Regions from separate parts of the Mus musculus genome. Here region 2 is linked to region 1. Evidence: chromatin contacts called from public HiChIP or PLAC-seq data. All regions are on one chromosome and are shown on one strand. Each heading gives the region's core, a stretch centred on a gene start, on an enhancer-like site or on the middle of the called end of the contact. The rest is flanking DNA. Distances are from core to core; before and after follow the strand shown. Region 1 overlaps Chrna1 (cholinergic receptor, nicotinic, alpha polypeptide 1 (muscle)). Region 2 holds the start of Atf2 (activating transcription factor 2).

Region 1 (7,754 bases), core at 725-3,224:
GCATCTGCAAGAGAGCCTGCCTTTTAAAAAGACGGTGGTTGAGAGCTGGAGAGATGGCTCAGCCACTAAAGACTAGACTCACAACCAAAATATCAGAATGGTTAGTGACACCTGGGGAATGACATCAGAGGTTCTCTGGCCACAGACACATGCACAGAGAACACGTGTACCAAAAAAAAAAAAGACATGGCCAAAGGGCAGGATTTGTGATCTGAGAGAACTCACTGGAGGTCTTGACTTCCTAGTGTATGAAGCATGCCTTCCGTGTATCCCCAGACTCTGTAGTGAGAGCTCAGGGCTGAGGCCTTTGGTTTACCCTTGTTAGAGCGTACACAGACATAGATTGTGGCGCTTCACCCATTTTTAGGAACACAGCTCTCGGGTATCAATGCTGTGTGGTCAGCACAGCAGTCCGCCTCCCGAACTTTTCATCTTGCCATAGTGAAAGTCTGTTCCCATGAACGATAACTCCTAATTTCCCCTCCACACCCCACACCCCCCCGCCCCAGCCTCCCACAGCCTCTTCTCCATTTCTACCTGAGTATTTCTAAGGACCTTGTGTAAGTGGAGTTTACCTTGTGGCCACATGGTCATGTGACCAGGTGTGGGGTTTCAGAAAAACTGGGCAGCAGAAACAGGTTCCGGATGTGCAATTACCAAAAGTTAGCTCAAAAATCAAACACAGCGTGATTCTGAGATCTTCTGTGGCAGTGTTTGTACGAGTTGCCTTGTGGTCTGAACACACACGAACACTGCACGGTGCACGCCATCACGATATGCAACACCAGTGAACACACTGATTTACCTCTGCTCAGATTTGATACTATTGAATGTCATGAACTGCGGTGACCTTACTCTCTTAGAGCATATTATGTTTAATTACTGAAAACAGAGACTTGTGATATTTACCTTCCATTGTCCCAGGCAAGTAAGTATCAAATTTGTTTATCTTTAGATGCGATTGTGTTAGACAAAAAATAAACACACCCCTCTCAAAAGCAAATTTATTTTTTATCCTTAATAGGTGATAAAATGCTATGCATGTCAGAGAATTTTTTTAATTAAATTTCTTTGTTATTTATTTTTATACATATTTTATATTTCTACATAACATTTCTCAAGCAAAAAGTGGTCGTGAGTAGAAAAAGCTAAAGAATTAGATCAACTGACAAAATGCTTGTTTTTAGATCTGAGTAAGAGCCCCAGAACCCATGCCAACTAAATTGTTTGCAGAAAGAGGAGACAGGCAGATCTCGGAATGGCCTGCCTAGCCAGCCTAAACTACTTGGCAAGTTCCAGGCCAGTGAGAAACTCTATCTCAAAAACAACAACAAAACAAAAAGGCGATGGCCCCCCAGGCCTACACACATACACCCCAAAACCCATTCTCCACATCCCTTTTGCTTGTCGTCTGTGGGTTGGAGCCTAGACCGCTTTCTCTGGCTCTTGCCTTCTGTGCGCGTTCTCATACAAATTGTGTAAGTCTTTCTTTCGATTTCTTTGGCTCTCTACCTGGGAATGGGACTGCTGAGTGACTTGGTGACCCGAGTGTGACTTTCTGAGAAACTGCCAATTGTTTCCACTTTAAAGTGCAAACTATTTGAGATGAAAGAGCCCAGCACTGGTGCAGGGGTGATGGGAAGTCCCTCAGGAGATTGAAGCCACCTGGGCTCGCACTGGCCTCCTGGTTATGCAGTTTATAGCTCTCCCTGGAGATGACGGATCAGATGTGTTTGTGATTCAAAGGCCTTTTCTGCGTCCAGAGCCACACGGCTTCTTGGTCTGGGTAAATTGTACTAGAGCCTAGAGTTTGGCACAGAGAATTTATTTTTCAGATTTCAGAAATGGTGATGGTGTGTGCATACGTTTCTGGTTCCATTCATAGGGCCTGAACTCCAAACATGATTGCGTCCAAGGACTGAAGGAAAAGCCAGGGGTTTTAATTGAGAAGGCAGGAAATAGGATATCACAGAGTCCCCACCAACACAGACCAGAACTACTTAGATCACGCCAGGCATGCTGGGAGAGCAGGGAGCAGGTGACCCCATCAGCTGCAAGTCGGTTTAGAATCCCTTTTCTTTTTGACTTTTAAAAAAAATATTTGGGGCTGGTGAGATGGCTCAGTGGGTAAGAGCACCCGACTGTTCTTCTGAAGGTCCAGAGTTCAAATCCCAGCAACCACATGGTGGCTCACAACCATCTGTAACAAGATCTGATGCCCTCTTCTGGAGTGTCTGAAGACAGCTACAGTGTATTTACATATAATAAATAAATAAATCTTTAAAAAATATTTGTTTGTTTGTTTATGTATTTATGTGTGAGTGCTTTGTATATGCACACCTGCACACCAGCAGAGGGCATCAGATCCCACTGTAGATGGTTGTGAGCCACCATGCACCCTGTGGTTGCTGGGAATGATCTTAACCATAGAGCCATCTCTCCAGCCCCTGTTTTAGAATCTTAAGTTCTGTCTGGGTTCAGATCTCAGTTCTTCTACTTCTAGATGGAGCAGAGTTTAACTTTCCCCAAAAATTTTTTTTTCCATTTGTAAATTAGGGACATTATGGAGACTGTGTAAAACAATTTGGATAAAATAAACCCATGCGGGCGAGACGATTCTCATGGGGTCAGAGGCACACCCTTGATGAGGATGGGATCTGCCCTTCCTCGGGTCCTGAGAACAAAATCCAGGGGCTCCGTTAAGTTGGGAGAGCTGAGGCTCAGTTATAGCTCTGTGTGCAAAGCTCTAGGTACAATCCCAAGGAATCCCAAGCGCCCTTTCAAGAAGGCCTCTCAAACAGAAATCACTTAAGAAAGCATTCTCCCTCTCCTGGTTTCAGAAGTCTACTTTAAACCATGAGGTTTTGATACTATTTGTATGTGATCGCCCTAAAATTACCTTTGGGCCAGTGAAATGGATTAAGCAGGTAAAAGTAGTTTTTTGCTGGACAAACCTAACGACCTAAATTCTATCCTAGGACCTATGAAAAGCTGGAGATGGCGGCATGCATCTGGAATCCCTGCACTCTGTTCATGGGCCGAGAAGTATAGAAAGGAAAATGCCCCAGGAAGCTTTACATGAGAATGTAACACAGCGGCAGAAATCACAAGATACTTTGCCTCAAATGAGATAAAAGATGAGAACTAACTCCTAAAAGTTGTCCCCCAATTTCATCAATGTGTGCGAGTATGTACACACACACACACACACACACACACACACACACACAATTTTTTTTTAAGTTTAAAGTTACCTAATTTCCTTTCTACCACTTCCTTTGTGTCCACATCAAATCTGGGGAATCTGGTAGACACGACTTTTCTAGTAGGTATGAAACCGTGTGTCTTAAGTAAGGGACTCTCAGCACTTTAAAAATAAAAATTAACTGAGCCCGATAGGTGGGTGGTTCAGTGGTTAAGAACACTGGGTGCTCTTCCAGAGGGCCTGATTCCCAGGTTCCATGTGGACGCTCACAACCATTTGTAGTTCCAGTTCTAGGAGATGGGATACCTTCTTCTGACCTTCATGGACACTAGGCGTGTATGTGAGACATACACGTAGGCGGATCACTCATATAAGTACAATTATATTTATTAAAGGAAAGAAAACAAAAACAACTAGCCATGGCAATACAAACAGAAAACCTTGAGTATCCAAGCAAAACTCTCCCAGGGGCCATTTAGAAGCAAACACTTCTTTTGAGGGCTCACTTTTATTTACTTCAAAGGGTTCGCCCTTTAAGGAGGCCCATAGTGTTAAAAGCAGAAGCAAAGGGGAGACACTTCAAGAATACAGCCGTGTGAGCAGAGATCACTCTCATTAACATGTAGGACATGTAGAACACTGCATGTTTGGTAAGTGTGAAAGGATTCAAGGAGACAGACCTTCCTCTCTTCCATCTTTCCTAGCGATGGCTATGGCTGGGACAGAGGTAGGCTTAGCTCAGCCTCTGCTCATCCTTGTTGATGTAACTCAATGAGCCGACCTGCAAACACAGCCAGCGTCCCGATGAGACACACCAGCATAAAGACTCCGAGGAGGATGTGATCCATCACCATGGCAACATACTTCCATTCCTCAGCGGCCTGGGGGAAGCAGAGGGCGTTAGATAGGAATCCCCTGAGATGGGACACAGGCTCATAGCGCCCCCTACTGGCCTGGCCTTCAATATGTAAACCTCCAAACCTCAACACCTGATATTACAACCTTTAGTTTTTGCATAATTAAGCCAAAATGACTTACTATAGTTGCCAGAGATAGTCAACACAGTGCATCTGAAGTTAGTAACTAGAGCTTGAAGCCAATTCATTGGTCAACCTCCCTGTCACACTTATGCATTTAATCATTTAGACCCAGAGGTGTGTTAGCTTAGAGGTTGTGGCGCAAACCTTTGGTCTTAGCACTCAGAAGGCAGAGGCAGGCAGATAGATAGACAGACAGACAGACCCGGAGGTGTGGACTGGGAGCCACACAGCTTACGTTATTGGACTCCTGGTCTGACTTCATGGTCTCTGCAATGTACTTCACGCCCTCGATGGCGCTTTTCACCTCAGGGTGCTTGATCAGCGGAGAGTGAAAGCCCATAGGTGGAGGACCCGGCTTCCCAGAGATGTCAGATATATCTATGTCTTCTGTAAAAATCCTTTTCTCTTGTTTATCTCTGGATGGTCTTTTCATTGTGGAGAAAAACATGATGTTTGGGATAGTGTCGATAAAAACCTGACATAAAAAAGAAATTCTTGGCATGAGACTTTTTGTCAGTATTTACAGAATCACTGACTTTGGGTAAGCAATGTGATCTTGGACAAGTCACCCAGCATTTCTAGACCTCACCCTCCTTGTCCTTAAAACAAAAGGACTGTACTAGAGGGCAAAGGCTCCAGGCTGCATTCTACAGCTATGATTCTGTAATGTAAGCAGTTAGCCACTGGAGGGAGCCTGTGTGCAGTCGCCAACGCTGCATTATACTTCAGACTCTTCCGCAGGCAACAGAAAGTTCCTGACAGTCTGTGATTAAAGACCGCTCCTGCAGCCTCAAGTATACAAACACTTAGCCTCACAAAATAACTACTATTTTTCTTCTTCTTCTTCTTCCGTTGTTGTTGTTGTTGTTCCTGCTGTTAAGTATACAGAGGTCTTGCCCAGAGACGTCATCTACAGATTCGGTTAGTCTCCTCCTACATGGTAAGCCAGTATTACTGACACCAACACAGTTCAGTATCTCTATGACATTTATCAAAGTGGGCATATCTGGTTGGGGGACATAGCTCAGCAGGACAGTGCTTGTTAAGAATGTTCACAGCTCTGAGTTCAATCCCCAGCGTGACCACAAAATTAATTAAAATAAAAACATATGTGAATGGGAATGGGTGGGTAGGGAAGTGGGGGGGAGGGTATGGGGGACTTTTGGGATAGCATTGGAAATGTAATTGAGGAAAATACGTAATAAATAAATAAATAATTAAAAAAACCATATGTGAAGTATTAACACATTTTTAGTTCAATAATATAAATATTTGTGAGCACACACCTTACATAGGTCCCTCCTTTCTCTCTCTCTCTCTGTTCTGTTCTCCATGACGATTTTCACCAGTGAAAATACTCATGTCTATTCACAAATTGGAAAATACACCAATAAAAAGCTGAAGAATGCCCACGCATAAGACAGGGGTCTATTAATCTCCAATCAGAGTCCATAAACTCGAATTGGAAGTGGGCTTAACTCGGTCTACTTTTCCACTGTCTCCGGGAAGGCTACATGAGCTGCTCCCGCAAGGAAGCCCAGAAAGAACTAAGTACTAAGTACTCAGGTGTTAGCCAGGACTGCGCTGGGTTCACTGAAGGGAGACCTGGGAGTCTCGGCTCTCACCTTCCGCACCCACTCGGGCATGATGTGGGTGCTGGGCGAACGGTGGTGTGTGTTGATGACGATGACGGTGATGATGATGGACGCAATGACAAAGACCATGGTGAACAACATATACTTCCCGATCAGGGGCACAGCGCTGGAGGTGGAAGGGATTAGCTCCACAATGACCAGAAGGAACACGGTCAGGGACAGTAAGACAGAGATGCTCAGCGTCATCTTCTCCCCTAGAAAGGCAAAAGGAAGAAATGTAACAACCCGCCTGCTCCTGGAACTCCAGGAGGTCAGAATTTGGATACATGGCCATTAAGGCAGAACAAGAGTATGGTATACTGGTGTCACAGTAAGGGGGGTGGGGGGATTGGACGCAGACATGCACAGGGAAGACTGTGGGAGGACACGGAGAAGTGTCTTCTGCAAGCCCAGGAGAGTGGCCTCAGAATAGACTGACCGTGTTGGCTCCTTGCTTTCAGAGCTATAGAGAAACAGGCTGCTGCTGCTCAGAGCATCCACCTGTACCATTCCATCAAGCAGTCCCTGCGCGCTCATCAGCCACCAAAACCCAAGGTGAAGGAACGTGACCAGCTTGTTCTCAAAGGATAATTCTGGTGATCCTTTCTGCGAGACCTCGGGCCCTGACAGCATTTTGTGGCCAGGTTTCCATTCCAGCTGCCAAGCAGCAAATGGCGACTTTGTTTCATGTCCTAGACTCTTTTTTATTGTTGTTGGTATTCAGGAAAACAAGAGGGATTCTGGGTTGGCAAGCTAGAGAAGGTAGAAGTTTGAATAAACCTTGCCCCTGGTCTTTCTGTTACCCAAGAGGCGGCCAGGCAGCCCGGAAATACCTTTCTCTCAATATGAAGCTGCTAGACCAAAACTGTAAAACAAACAAAACAAACAAACAAGCAACCCCCCACCACACACACACACACACACACACACACACACACACACACACACACACACAAAGTCTGCCATCCAGGTGCTGTCTGCAGCACACCCGGGGGCTCACAACCGCCTTGCCTCCTCTCACTTTTGTCTAGAAAGTTTGTCTTCTCACTTATTTCTTGGTTTGATTTGGTTTCCCAAATCCTCTGCCGTTTTCCTGCAGGCCTGAGTCTCAGGGGTCCTGGCTGGGTAGGCTGCAGGAGGGTCAGGCTGACTGGTACTGGGTCATCTTTGTGGGGTGCTGTTCTTGTTGGGGCCCTAGGGAGCTCTCTTTTGTTGCCTTTTCTGCTGTTATTGTAGAACTTGTCAAACCCTTTCCAGGTGGTAGATGGACAAAGGTCTGTATCTGCAGATTTTGTAAGAATTCAACCGAACTCAGATTGAAAATATTCAGAAAAATTAAATTGTATCTATATGAACTATATGTAGATTTTCTGCCACAATCCCTCAAACAAAACAATGTTATAACTATTTGTATAGTCTTTACAGTGTGGCAAGAAATAATTTTAAGTATCATAGGATGTCCAGTGGTTCCATGTGACTACAATGTCATTTTATATGAGGGACTTGAGCATCCTTGGATTTCAGGACCCTCAGACATCCTAGAACTGGTGACCTTGTGAATATGTGAAGAGACTAAAAAGGGGGATACAGAGAAAAGATAAGCAAGGAATCCTCAAAAAAAAAAGAGCCAGAACTGTAAACATTAAAGTTATCAAGTTATTTGCCATTTGCTATTTAATAATACTATAATAGCTAACATCTACCAAGCTTAGAGTACTCATAAGTATTTACTATTTACAGTCACAAACTAGTCAGTATTTGTAGATGCTAATTAGTTCTGTATTGCTCTAGGAGTGTTTTCTCTTGCTTTCAGGGGTTTCATTTGATTAAGAAGTTGAAAATATTTATTTGTACTTAGGTGTTCAAAAGAAATAT
Region 2 (7,805 bases), core at 655-3,154, 330 kb after region 1:
AAGAGTAACAAAAGAAAGTGATACCAGTTCACAGAAACACATATCATTTTGGAAGAGACTAAAGTCAAAAATGAGTGGAAACAGCATGTAAGGTAAAGTTATTTACTAGATCTAGCAATATAATTGATTAGGAGAGTACAGATAATAATTAAAACTCAAGTTTTCAAGTTTTCTTAAAAATAAAAAAAAACAAAAACAAACCTAGATTTCTTGACTTAATGTTAGTCATGAAATATTTAATGGATAGTATCATTTCAAAACAATATAGCTTTAAAATTTTAAAATACCCATGAAAACATCTCTAAACATCTCTCCAATTATTTATTAATGATTTTAAGACCTAGAACCTTAATTATCACTCAACTATCGATGGCCTTAAAGATCCATGTACTTAGTTTTCTTGGCTTATATAGGATATGTTTTTAGCATACTCTACAAAATATTTCTATACTTTTGAAAAAAGTTTATTGCAGGGATTCTTCAAATAGGTTTAGCAAATTTAAATACAAGACTCTTATTTCATCTAGAGTTAACTGTTTTAAAATAAGCCTTTATAAAGTCTTACCATTTGGGTGCTAGAGACCCAGGCCATTTGGCGCTAAATGAGTAGTATTCCTGGAACGGTTATTACTTGACAATGGCCAAGGGTTAAGAATTTCTTCAAACAGGACAAACTGAGCTCAGAACAGTCCGTGTTTGGTCAGATGTTAAAAACAGCATTACCTGCATCTGGTGTGAACGTGTCCCTAGTTTATAATCCCCAAGAAACTGTGACTTCCACAAGGTAAACTAGGTATTAGTCGATGGGCCTAGAGTCTATCATGAGTATCCCTTTTACTCAATTATACTGGTGGTAGTTTTACTCGACCTTCCCAGTTTAAGAGTCTCCATTAAAGAAGAGACAATTTTATAATACCTATGTGCATAAAAATAGTTCCCATCTCCTCCAAGGTCTGGTTCAATGAGTGAGCATCCCGGGGAGACATACACACATCTCTCCCTACCTCTCTTCCTTGTCCCTGGGGTAATAAAAGGCACAGATTATTTTCCTACAAAAGCTCTGCAGAACACCGGTCGAAGTAAATGGGGTGTGGGGGGGAATAGCAGAATCAACCTGCACCCACACCTCAGCCCCGCCCCACCTGGAAAGGGGGGGGTGGCGGCGGCGGGAGTGTGAGGGCGGCAGAAAGGACAGAAAAGGCCGAGACCACCAGCAGGTTCTCCATTACCATTGGCTCCATCACGTTCCACCGAGGCCAGAGACCCTTGCTTCCCAATCCTTCAACGCACCATCCCAAACCCTCGATCGCCCGAGTCCCCGGTGGGGAGCCCAGCGTGGGCCCTCTGGGCAGCGCGATCAAGGACTAGCGGCGGGGGTCTCCCCGACAGATGGGCGGATCCGAAGGGCGCCTCGGGGACCTCTCAAGTGACCACACCAGAGGAGAAGTCGGAGGGAGGGGTCGGAGAAGAGCCGTTATTCCTTCTCGCTCAGGCTTGGGAAAGCGCGCGAGGGAGGGGCCGGCCGGAGCCGCAGCGCGTTACCTAACGGTCCGGTCGCTCCGCCAGACCAGAGGCGGCAACGCGGCCACCGCCGTCCGTAGGGTTGGGGTCCACAGCAGGGGCGCAAAAGGGGTGGGAGGCGGGGGGTGGAGACTACAGGCAGCGACGTCGCCATGTTAGCACCTTCTTCCTCTGCATCCCTACAACCTCCAAGCCCGTGGCCCTTCCACCATTACTCACCTTTCCAGGTCACTAATTCATGGTCCTGCCAGCCACCCGCGAGCCCGGAGGCCGGCCGTGTTTACAAACTAGCCCCGGAGGAGAGGGCTGAATCGCACTTTAAAGGCCACGGGCTCCCACAGGCTTCCGTCCTCTCTCGCGAGATCCGACTGACAAACCTTCTCCCCGCCCCACTCCCGGCATCCCTGCCGCTTTCTTCTTGCGCCCCTCCCCTTCACGCACACGCCCCTTCCTGCTTTCCACCGAGGGAGCGCCCGCGGGTCAGGTGACTCCGTCGTGCCTCGGAAAAAGGGCGGGTCTTCAGGAGGGCGGGGGCGGGGAGGCGGGAACCAAAGAACACTCGGACGCGAGTGATTGGGCGAAAAGCACGAAAGGCGGGAAGCAGGTCCAAAGGGGCGTGGCCAAGGTGCCCAAGGACCGTTGTTTCGGTAACCAGGGAACTGCAGAAAGCTGTGATTGGCAGCCGTCGGGAGGCGGGCACGAGAAGCTGCACCGGATCTGGGGCGCGCGCGCAGGTGGCGGAGGAGCGAGCAGGAGGGCGTGGGCGGTGTGAGAGAAGAAAGGTGAGGTCGGGGAGCCTAAAGGAGCCCAGCCCTGGCGCCGGATGTCTCTGTCGTATTGGTTTCTGACTTCGCTAGGGATATGAGACTATGAAGGGAGAAGCGCTTCTGGACCACTCTCCGTGTACCGAGAAGCCAGAGCTGGAGAGAGAGCTACGCTTAAGGTTTTGGAGAGTCGGGGTTTGCCAGTCATCACCTCCGCCCCCATGTGCACACTGAAGCAAAATAAGTCAGCCCTGCGTAGAAAATAGAAACCTTTTCTTAGAGAGTTCTTTGTTCGGATTTTACTAAGCCAGAACTGGAGCCGATCTTCCCCACCACCCTATGTCAAGTATATGGTATATTACATACGAGTATGTTCAAAGGCAGTGATCAAAAGGAAATACACCGTCTTCCACCCCCATGTCACCATATTTTAAAACAAAGCAACGATCTTTTTCCTAGAGAAAAATTCTTGTAATTATGAGTGTTTCTTTTATCAAATTTCCTTTACTTAGTTAGATATAAAAATACAAATTTCAGGGACCGAAGAGATGTCTCAGCGGTTAACAGTACTGGATGCGAGCCGGGCGTGGTGGCTCACGCCTTTAATCCCAGCACTCGGAAGGCAGAGGCAGACGGATTTCTAAGTTCAAGGCCAGCCTGGTCTACAGAGTGAGTTCCAGGACATCCGCAAGTAACCCTTAAGCCGTCTATAACTCCACTTCCAGGGTACCTGACGTAGAATTAAGAAATTAATTAAAATTATTAATTTCAATAGAATCACTTCATTCATTTAAAGCTTAAGAGATCGGTATTAATTTTTTTATTTTTTTAAATTTTCGAGGCAGGGTTTCTCTGTGTAGCCCTGGCTGACCTGGAACTCACTCTGTAGACCAGGCTGGCCTCGAACTCAGAAATCCGCCTGCCTCTGCCTCCCAAGTGCTGGGATTAAAGGCATGCGCCACCACGTCCGGTTTGGTTAATGTTTTAAGGAGGACTAAAGGACGCCAATGAGAACCCAGCAGAGAAGAGGCATTCTTCCCACAATATTTTCCTTTGCTCTATAAATTGTAGTGCCAAAGAAATGCCTGTTAATGTAGGAAGTAGGTTTCAAAAAAACTAGGGGGCGGGGCGGGGGAAGGAACTGGACAGATGGTTAGGAGTGCTTGCTGATGTTGCAGAGCACCCAAGTTTAGTTTCCTATCACCACATACCTGCTCAGCTGCTCATAAAAGCGGGGTGGGGGTGGGGATCGGACAACCTCTTCCAGCCTCCGTGGGCATGTGGTGCACATTCGTTTATGCAGTCAAACACTCATACACACAAAGTAATGTCCTTAAAATTGGGGGCAAGAAGAAGGACGACTGATTAGTGTAATGACAATGAAAGAGACAGACCTTTACAGACCTTTACAATTCCATAACTGGTTCAGGTGCACTACTCCTAAACATACTTATTCCTACTGAAGATTTTGGTGCTTATTTTAGGGATGTTGGTTGTCCAATAAATATGTACAAGTTGCAAAATGTGATTAAGGCGCCTGTGAAATCTTGCACTGATTTTTAAAAAGCAAGCCTTTTTTTTTAGTATCATGCTTTTCCATTTGTTAAATGCGTATTTCTAATTTAGATTTATGAATACAATTCGTGTCTTTACATAAAATACACCCAATTTCTCCACGCCAAGTGAATCTAAAATTGTAAGTTTGTCTGGAATAGTATCTGAGAGTTAATGAGCCTGCCGTCTAATAATGATGCCTAGCATGAAAGTGAAATTGTAATGTCACTGGACCTTCTAATAGGTTGCTGGCCTGTATACATGTACGTGAGCCAACTCAATCTTCCTTTAAAACTAGCTTAATTACTTGAGAAACCTGAAAGAAACCAGATTATTAACACTGTCGGTTCTGAAGTTAGAAAGAAAGTACCATCTTGTAAACTTAGTAACAGTGCAGTAATGTCAATAGACTTGAACACTAATTATATCAGCAAGGTGTCAGCTGCTCATTACTGGTTGGAAGGCTAACAGACAAGAATATAGGCCTGCCAGATCATAAGTTGCTAGGTCCAGATGACTGTCTCTAAGATGCTGCTTTCCTCCAGCCGACAATATCTAACCCAAGGGGAAAAAAACCTAAAAATGTTAAAGCACTTCAAAAGAACTTTGTCCATTAGAATTGAGTTTTTACATTGCTTTTTCACCATGTATATTAAAACACTTTTTGTTTGTTTCTGTTTTTTACTATGTAGTCCTAACTGTCCTGGAACTTGCTCTGTAGACCTGGTGAGCCTTGAACTAACAGAGATCTGTCTGTCTCTGTCTCTGCCTCTGCTGGGTTATAGGTGTGTGTATACCACCACCAAGACCACCACCATCACCTGGGTAAAAATGGAAATTCTTGTCTCCAGATTGATTTATTTTCATCTCAAGTGACAGTAGCTTTGGCATTAGATTTTCTGCTATCAAGTTATTATCTATATCAAGATATTATCTATATCAAGTTATTATCTATATCAAAATAGTATCTATATCAAGTTATTATCTACACCTGGTACTGTTAGATCTCAAACCCAGCTCTCCTAAGCTAAATGTCTCCAGTCTAGGGGCAGGGCTGCCCTCCCCTATATAATCCAGCCAAAGCCTGTGGCAGGTAGGGACTGAGGGATACTGAAAGAGCATGGTGGCCAGGTCCACTGTAATATGTTACATAGGCACCTCAGTTAGCTCTCTGTCCTAGGTTTGATGCCTAGAAGTACTAGAGGAACATGTGATTCTAAGGAAAATATTTTCAGAATTCTTTTATATAAGCAAGGAATGTGATTTTTTTTCTTTGTTTTGAACTTTCGGTTTTAGCTAACTCTAAAGATGCCTAAAGTGAGAAAAAACAAACAAAGGAGATCTACGTGGAGAGCAGATCCAGTGCAGTGTCCTTACTTAGGCCTGGTGGCAGGCCAGAGGTACACAAAGGCACTCCTTTACCTCTGGGCTATAACAGCCCTTTTACCATAGCTTTCCTACAAATGGAAACAAGCTAAGTGTGGATAATTACTATCTTCAGTTCTGATCTTATGTACCAGCAGCTCTCACTGTTTCCAGCCGAATAAAATGTATGCTTCCCCATTTCCCCTCTCAGATTCCCATCTGCCGTAAAATTCATCTTTGGTTACAAATGCAGGGAACTTCCTGTAGGGCCCTTATTTTCATGGTTTTCTTGTTGCATACATTATCTACCTCATCTCCAAGGAGGGTTAGTCTCCTTTAAGAACTTGATACAGAGGCTGGAGAGAGATGGGTCTATGGGTAAGAGCCATGGCTGCTGTATCGTGAAAAGCAGATTCGCGGCTTGTCAGGTGGCTCAAAAAGGACTGTGGTAACTTCAGCTCCAAGGGATCTGACACTGTTTTTTGGTCTTTAAGAGTCCCTACACACACACACACACACACAAACACAGGCACTCACATGCGTGCACAAACATGAAAATAAAAATATTAAAAGGAATTTGAAGTGAAATGCTAAGTCTGGAAACCTGTATTTCATTTTATTCCATGTGTTATTTTACATTTTTCTTATTTGGTGCATTGATACATAGGGACTGTCTGAAATGTCTTAGTGTCCTTTTGTGTAAATGCCTTACAAGCATCTTTACTGATGAGGGTTACAATATCAATGTATATTTGTCCCTATATGCAAGATACATTTATTAACCAACAATGACTTTTTTATTTTATATGCATCGGTGTTTTGTCCGCATGGATGTCTGTGTGAGGGTGTCAGACTCCTGGAGCTGGAGTTCCAGACCGTTGTGAGCTGCTGTGTGGGTGCAGGGAATGAGTAGCTAGTACTCTTGACTGCTGAGTATCTCTCCACCTCACCCCCACAGCTTTTAGTTTTGGATTTTAGAAATGGGGTTTCACTGTGTAGGTGTGGCTGTCCTGGACTCAGTCTGTAGTCCAGGTCGGCCTCCAGTTCACAGAGATCCAACTCCCCCTAACTCCTGAGTGCTGGAATTAAAGGTGTGTGCCACCACCCGGTAACAATGATTTTTTTTTTTTTTTTTAAAGACAAAAAGGGAGCACAGCTACTGAGCAAAGTAATATCATTTAAGTACAAGAATAGGTTGTTTGGGGCTGGTGAGATGGCTCAGTGGGTAAGAGCACCTGACTGCTCTTCTGAAGGTCCAAAGTTCAAATCCCAGCAACCATATGGTGGCTCACAACCATCTGCAACGAGATCTGACGCCCTCTTCTGGAGTGTCTGAAGACAGCTACAGTGTACTTACATATAATTAATAAATAAATAAATAAATCTTAAAAAAAAAAAAGAATAGGTTGTTTGGGGAACACTCTTATCTATCATAAAAGTGCTCTTTTACTAAATGCTACAAGAGTCAGCTGTTAATGCTTTCAAACTTAACAGCTGTCATGGATGTGCTATTTCAGCCTTGGGATGGGGCTATTTTAATCCCCTAGTCTGTTATTGCTCATTTAAAAGTCTACTAAAAGGTGTATGGACACACATACGCATACATGGGAGGGGGTATTTAACTGATAAAACACCTTTTGTATGTTTAGCTAAGCAAAACAGAATACTCCAGCAGCTCTCGTGTCTGTCTTATACAACTAACTTGAAGCTCATGGAAAAAGCTTCCACATTCTCATGGTATCAACATACATCCTACTAGAGTGGATTAGCTTAGACTTTGCCAGTTGGGCCAAGTGGGATGTGGCTGATGTGATGTAAAAAGTATGGAGAAAGTGGGGGCACGTACACTAGGCCAATGTCTAAGGTGGCACAAAGACAGCATGGCCTCAGATATCCCAGTCTCTTCCATATCGTGGCAGGTCGTCTTTCCCATCCTCTGACGGCCCAGGGGTTTCCTGCACATTGCTGAAGTGTTAATGTTTTAATTACCTCTTAGCATCTGTCTTCACCATAGAGGCTTCTATTCAGAACGTTGTAAGTACAGAGTTGTCCAAGTGAAACCAAATCCTTGGTTTCTTAAAAGAATGGTAGCTAATGTTGTGTGACATTGCGGGGGAAATTAAAAGGCTATGCTTCATCTTCAAATCATAAAAGTTAGCTTGTGAGAGAAGAAAATGGATATTCAGAGCTTTGTTTTTATCCTTGACAACTAGTGTCTCCTCTTGTCTCCATCTGACCTGATAGATGCCATATTCCACCCTCTCAAGTTAGCAATAAAAGTAGATGGGACTATTTTCTAGCATAGAAAACTTGGCCCTGATTCTTGGCAAAAATGTATACTTTCCTTCCCTGAATGACAAAATGTATCTTAGGTAGTTTGTCTCTGGGAAATTTAAATACTGAGGAACAATAATGAATTTTCCAACCATTAAGAGACCTAGCCAACCTTGTGTAGCTGTTTGAGAAAACAATTCCATTACTTGTCCTTAATGGTCCCCCACAAGTCTGTCTGTCTGTTAACCTGAGGCCTACATAATACCAAAGCCATGGATTTCTTAGCCCAGAAACTTAGGGAGGCCTCTTTGTCCCTACTGTCCCACT

The links. HiChIP or PLAC-seq counts read pairs in DNA pulled down with a chosen protein or histone mark.
Region 2: a contact with region 1 is called in an H3K4me3 HiChIP or PLAC-seq map of the 230-238 cell line, with 22 read pairs. The contact joins the promoter of Atf2 here to the enhancer-like site in region 1. A contact is called at or near these places in 5 of 39 promoter capture datasets (cranial neural crest, embryonic stem cells, frontonasal cranial neural crest and 2 more), 1 of 15 datasets of contacts at CTCF or cohesin (large pre-B cells), 19 of 484 Hi-C or Micro-C datasets (the C2C12 cell line, the MC3T3-E1 cell line, the N1E-115 cell line and 11 more), 39 of 115 datasets of contacts at active chromatin or transcription factors (the 230-238 cell line, the NIH/3T3 cell line, the SCID.adh cell line and 18 more) and 2 of 9 other capture datasets (adipose tissue and embryonic stem cells).

Annotation. Positions count from the first base shown.
Region 1 is chr2:73,562,222-73,569,975 of GRCm38.p6, forward strand. Chrna1 (cholinergic receptor, nicotinic, alpha polypeptide 1 (muscle)) reads right to left here. Exons shown (of 9, transcript NM_007389.5): 7 at 5,871-6,094; 8 at 4,481-4,720; 9 at 1,060-4,086. The coding sequence ends at 3,955. Gm30940 (a long non-coding RNA gene) reads left to right here. Exons shown (of 2, transcript XR_866434.2): 2 at 2,979-3,157. Among named protein-coding and RNA genes, the nearest start is that of Gm30940, 4.9 kb to the left of the region's middle. Within about 2 kb of position 1,975, at least 3 of the 459 cell types and tissues checked have an H3K27ac peak or open chromatin away from gene starts, as enhancers often do. A contact at or near this core is called in the 230-238 cell line, where this site is marked.
Region 2 is chr2:73,890,735-73,898,539 of GRCm38.p6, forward strand. It overlaps Atf2 (activating transcription factor 2), which reads right to left and starts at 1,905. Exons shown (of 15, transcript NM_001025093.2): 1 at 1,741-1,905. Gm10822 (a long non-coding RNA gene) reads left to right here and starts at 1,674. Exons shown (of 3, transcript XR_003953852.1): 1 at 1,674-2,005; 2 at 2,177-2,303.